Regions from separate parts of the Canis lupus genome. Here region 1 is linked to region 2. A link is a contact called in public Hi-C data. All regions are on one chromosome and are shown on one strand. The core of a region is the stretch at or near the end of the contact, and the rest is flanking DNA. Distances in the headings are between cores, read along the strand shown. Region 1 overlaps LOC106559439 (a long non-coding RNA gene). Region 2 has its middle 99 kb from the start of C1H9orf85.

Region 1 (2,863 bases), core at 12-2,511, 210 kb after region 2:
AGATTTTATTTATTATTCATCAGAGATACAGACAAAGAGAGGCAGAGACACAGGCAGAGAGAGAAGCAGGCTCCATGCAGGGAGCCCGATGGTGGGACTTGATCCTAGGAGACCAGGACCATGCCCTGGGCCAAAGGCAGGCGCTAGACTGCTGAGCCACCCAGGGATCCCCCATGTAAAATATATTTTAAGAGGGATAATCGGGATAATCGTGCCTGTATGCAGAAAATCAGCTACAAGACATAGCATAGACAGGCACAGCGGTCCTGAGATTGCCACTCTTTGAAAGGCCTGCTTGCAAGGTTGGCCCTTGATTGGCAGTTTGGATTTGGCAAGAAATGGTTTATGCCAAACACCTGAGTTCTTTCTGGGAGTCTGGAATTTGAGACATGCTAAGTACAGAGTGCCTGTATGAGCAGGCCCCCATAAAAATCTTGGGCACTGAGTCTTCCAATGAGCTTTCTCTGGTAGATAACATCTTGCATGCATTGTCAGAGCTCATTTCTAGAGGAATTAAACATATCCTGCATGACTATACTAGGAGGAGACTCTTGAAAGCTCAGGGCTTCCTTTATACTTCACCCTATGCAACCTCTCCCAATGCCAATTTTTCTTTGTATCTACTTACTGTTATAACTCAACGCCATGAGTGTGATAATATGCTGAGTCTCATGTGTTTTCCCAGCAAATCATTAAGACCAGGATTGGCCTCTTAAACCCCTCACATAACCTTACTTTACTAGATTTTTCTGGAAAATTAAATATGATTATACTTAGCATAAGATTATAGTAGTTAGGGATCCCTGGGTGGCTCAGCGGTTTAGTGCCTGCCTTCGGCCCAGGGCGTGATCCTGGAGTCCTGGGATCGAGTCCCACGTCGGGCTCCCTGCCGTGGGGCCTGCTTCTCCCTCTGCCTGTGTCTCTCTCTCAATCTGTCTCCCATGAATAAATAAATAAAATCTTTAAAAATAAATAAATAAAGGACATGAGACAGGAAAAACAGTACCAGCTAAGCTTGAACTTTTCTGAACATTTTCCAGAGTGGATTCCCCTAAAATAATCACAAGTACAAAGCTTTTATTTATAGTAGAAAATTGGGTCACTTAGGACACTGTATTATTGTTGGGACCCTTCTGCTAGACTTGAGGCAGTAAAAACTTTATGAATTCCAGCCAGATAGCTATCTTTTCTGAGTGTGTGGTGGGAGGAAATGAAGCATTGCCCTATTCTCAGCCTTTGAGAAAATAATTTGCCCTAGCCACTTCCTCTGCTTAAAAAAAATGTAATGTATTAATATCTGACAAGAACCCATGTGAGATCAAGACATGAGGACAACAGGATGTACTTTTTTGTTTTTAAGGTAGAATTCTCATGCCTGACTAATCAACTAGAAAGTTTGATATTTGCATGCCTTAAGAAGAAAGATCCTAGATGGTTTGGGGTTGTATTCTCTACCTTTTATTTACCCAAGCTGGGTTCCTACATGTAAATTGAAGTATTTCTGCTGGGTCCTCCAGGTTTTAACCACCTTCATTGTCATGTTTATAAAAAACAGACAAAAACTTGAAGGCAAAGATACTTTTTTGGTTTCTGCTGCAGCAATGATGTGCAGGCCTGCTAGGTTTGGGTGGGATCTTGTGCAGGAAAGTACTCTGTGTCAGGCCCAGGGTGAGGTATGAGCAGCCCTGTCAGTCAGGCCATATGATCTTGCACACTGCATGGTGTTGGAGCTGTGATTGGTAAGGAAGGATTTTATGGCAAGTCCCAGTGGGGGATCACAATTTAGAGCCTTGGGAAGTGAGAACACAGCCATGCTATCTGCAGTAGAGAATCACATGTCTTTGAAAAAATGATTCCTGTCATGCTGTAAAGCTCTGGTCAAGATAGAAGGCCTGTCAATTGGTCACCAAGCGATCATGCAGTAAAATTTCTCATCATGAACTGGGGCAGATCAACCAAGTCCTAAATAAGGGGGTCCTAGCAACAATCCATCATAAACTGAAGGTGCTACATTTAGAATTGAGAATATCAGGAACAGAGGGTACAAGTAAGTTGCATGAGCAGGATCCCAGACAACCCCATGGTCCCTAACCACTATTGCCCCAGTGCCCCTCTTCAGCGCGTACTCAGGACTGTATGGGCATTCTGCATGACCAGCCAAAGAATAAAAAGCAGTCAAGTTTGTTTTGCAGATGGGTGTAGCCTGCATAGGAGGGCAAGCTAAAAATGGATCATATCTTTTCTACAGACCTCTCAGCAACCTTAAAAGATAATGGCAAGGGGAAATCCTCCCAGTGGATAGAACTTTGAGTAGTGTACTTTGTGTGGAAGAGATGTACACTAGGGTTAGAATATATAGGAACTCATGGACAGTGGCAGATGGCCTGGCCAGTTGACTAGCGGTCTGGAAGGAAAGGAGGTTGGAAGGTTGCAGACTAGGAAGTCTGGCGTAGAAGTATATGAATAGAAATACAGGTGTGGGTATGAAACGTGTCAAATGTTAACATGTCTCAGAGAGTAGCAGCAGAAGAGGCATGAAACAACCAAGTAGACACAATGACCTGGTCAGTTGACTGACAGCTAGTCCTATCATTCATCATTTCAGTGCCAGCATGATAGACACATGAATCAAGTGGCCATGGTAGTGGGACAGGAGATTATGCAGGGAATAAGCATTATTGATTCACACTTACCAAGACTGCCACTGATGAATGTCCAGCTGCCAGCAACTGACCCTGGGAGAGAAGTTGACATATTGGGTCCATTTTTTTTTTTTTAAGATTTTATTTATTTTCTCATGAGAGACACACAGAGAGAGGCAGAGATATAGGCAGAGGGAGAAGCAGGCTCCCTGCGGGGAGCC
Region 2 (2,773 bases), core at 63-2,562:
ATAAAAATAACCCCAAAAACTAATCAGGCCTCAAAGGAAGACTTAACTATAAAGATTAATCAGACTAGCAATAGATATCTATAGATCACAGATGTCACAGAGACAAGAACTCTCAAACAATGTGTAAGTGTCATGTCTAGTTCCAGGCCACTGACCCGACTACCCCCAGGTTTCTGGCAAAATCCTAATAAAAGAACAGAGATGAAAAGACCTCATTGGCAACCCGGTTGGGACCCCTCTCACTCTCTAGAGATTTTTCTATATCCTTGCCTAATAAAACTCTACCACTTTGCTCACTCTCCTTTGTGAGATTTATTCTTCCACTCCATGGGACAAGAACATTGCTCCCCCCTGCTTCACCTGGATAGAGCTCCTTTCTCATGGCTGCTGTGACCACAAGGCCTGCAGAGGGTGCTGTTCTCCTTCAGTTCTCAAGCAGAGCTTTAGCGCTCAGCAGGGAGCCAGCATCAGAATCCCCTGGAAGGCAGGACACATCACTGGTCCCCATACTGACTTTCGGATCCAATGTGTCTGGGTGGGATCTAGAAACGTGCATTACTAATGAATCCCCAGGTAGAGGCTAATGCTGCTGGTCCAAAGACCAACTTTGTGAACAGTGGCTCACAAGCATCTAAGACTCTTCTTTGTTATCTTCAAAAGTACAGGTAAAACAAGGCCAGAACAGGAAGAAAATAAACAAACAATAACCAAAAAAATAGAGACACTTGGATGCCTCAGCAGGTGAGCACTGCTTTCAGCTCGGGGCCTGATCCTGGAGTTGAGCGATAGAGTCCCACATTGGGCTCTTCGAGGAGAGCCTGCTTCTCCCTCTGCCTATGTCTCTGCCTCTCTCTCTCTCTCTTTTTCCCTCTCCTCATCTATCTCTCTGTCTCATGAATAAATAAATAAAATCTTAAAAAAAAGAACCAAGAAAATACAGAGCAAGACCCAAGCATATAATATGACTTATACTATGCAGATCTGAGTTCTGAGAGCCTTCTGAGTTCTGGCTTTCTGATTGAGAGCCGGTCTCTCTTCCCCAGCTTCTTTCTCTGGGGCAGATGAACATCCCCTATTAAGAGAGTAAGAAGTTTTATCCCTATAGCTTAGCAGGAATAAGACCAATGAGAACATAGTATGAGAACCACATAATCTGAACAAGTGAAATACATATAAAATAGGAAATCTTTTATTTCCTTAACAGTGTCATTTATTTTATAGCTCCTTCCAGTTTCTAGGACAAAGCTTTGTCCCCAGTGTGTGCCTAACAAATGTCTGAAGTGAATGGAATTATAGTTTACAACATCTCTTCACACACAGAAATATAATCTACTTCACCAATGTTACTCATTTGTTCTTACTCAGCTATATTTATCCAAAGAACTTTGAATCATGTATTATTTTTATCAGTTATTGCAGCAGCTTTCCAGATAGCACACAGGCTCAATAAATGTAGGTCTATTCTTCTTTATCTCTGTACTATGTCTTCCTTGGTTCATTATCTTAGAAACCTGTGCTCAATTACTAGTCTCATATTTATTTAGGTTGTAGCTTGTCGTGACTATGGGCTGTTTTTGAAGAAAAATATGCATAACTTTTTTTCCTTACAGCTAATCAATCACTAGCTACTCTTTCATGTCCTCTCTGATCCTTTTGGAAACTAAAATTAAACTTCCTCACTTATGTTTCCCTTCTTGAGGGACAGAACAAAAGGAAGTTATAAAGAGAGTGAGAGCCAGAGCAAATGAGTTAGAGGAAAATGGAGACACCAAGAGGGGGAGACAGAGACAGGGAGATAGGGAGAGACAGAGACAGAGACGCAAAGCAATGCTTCCAGGAGGATGAATCGCTCTTCCCACAAAGCTACCCACACACTCCCCAAAACACCTCACAAGTCCCTCAACCTGGAAGTACAAGCCTCAAAAGGCTGAGTCACCACCCTAGCCCTACATAATCTGCTTGACCTGGTTCCTAAGGGAATTACGTTTTGTCTTAGTCACTTAGGGATTATTCCCTTATTCTTGCAGTAGCCACCTGTCTTGTCCACCCAAGGTGATTAATGGACTATAGGCATTTTTCTGACATCAATTTCATGCAACCACATTTGTTTTTAAAAGACCAACCAGGGATTCCTGGGTGGCTCATCGGTTTGACGCCTGCCTTCAGCCCAGGGCGTGATCCTGGAGACCAGGGATCGAGTCCCAGGTAGGGCTCCCTGCGTGGAGCCTGCTTCTCCCTCTGCCTGTGTCTCTGCCCTTCTCTCTCTCTCTCTCTGTCTGTATCTCTCATGAATAAATAAAAACTTTAAAAATAAAAGACCAACCAGAGACTGAATGAAGTAGAATTTGGCCTCAAGATTCTCATTCGGATTCCAAAAAATTGAAATTATACAAGGTTAGGAAACAAACACAAACTAACAAAAAATCATAATAAATTAAAATGTGGCAGCTGTTTGCCAGCCTCAGCCAGAAAGTAATCTTCCCTGAAAGAATAACAACTTGGGGAACAAGTGTCATGCTTGCAGGTCTTTGTGGATGAAGGAATTTAAGAACAATTAGACTGATGATTCATGAGTGAAGACAACTGGTTTATCACATTTGATCCCCATTACTAGCATGGTGAGGAAAATGGGTTTCATTTTACATGTGACAAAACTGAGGTTCAGATTCACCAATGATCACATAGTAAGAAGCAGGAAGTTGAACCCAGTCCCCCTAACTCCTAGTCTTGTGCTCTAATAAGTATGTATGGGCAAAGTGTCAGCCCTCAAAAC

What was found. Hi-C and Micro-C count contacts between places; a contact is called where the count stands out from the background.
Region 1: a Hi-C map of amygdala shows a contact between it and region 2, with 5 times the contacts expected there. The contact joins two enhancer-like sites. A contact is called at or near these places in 2 of 9 Hi-C or Micro-C datasets (amygdala and skin fibroblasts).

What each region holds. Positions count from the first base shown.
Region 1 is chr1:86,595,785-86,598,647 of UU_Cfam_GSD_1.0, forward strand. The region is part of intron 5 of LOC106559439 (a long non-coding RNA gene); the gene reads left to right. Among named protein-coding and RNA genes, the nearest start is that of CEMIP2, 24 kb to the right of the region's middle. Within about 2 kb of position 1,262, at least 3 of the 20 cell types and tissues checked have an H3K27ac peak or open chromatin away from gene starts, as enhancers often do.
Region 2 is chr1:86,381,324-86,384,096 of UU_Cfam_GSD_1.0, forward strand. No RefSeq gene overlaps it. Among named protein-coding and RNA genes, the nearest start is that of C1H9orf85, 99 kb to the right of the region's middle. Within about 2 kb of position 1,313, at least 2 of the 20 cell types and tissues checked have an H3K27ac peak or open chromatin away from gene starts, as enhancers often do.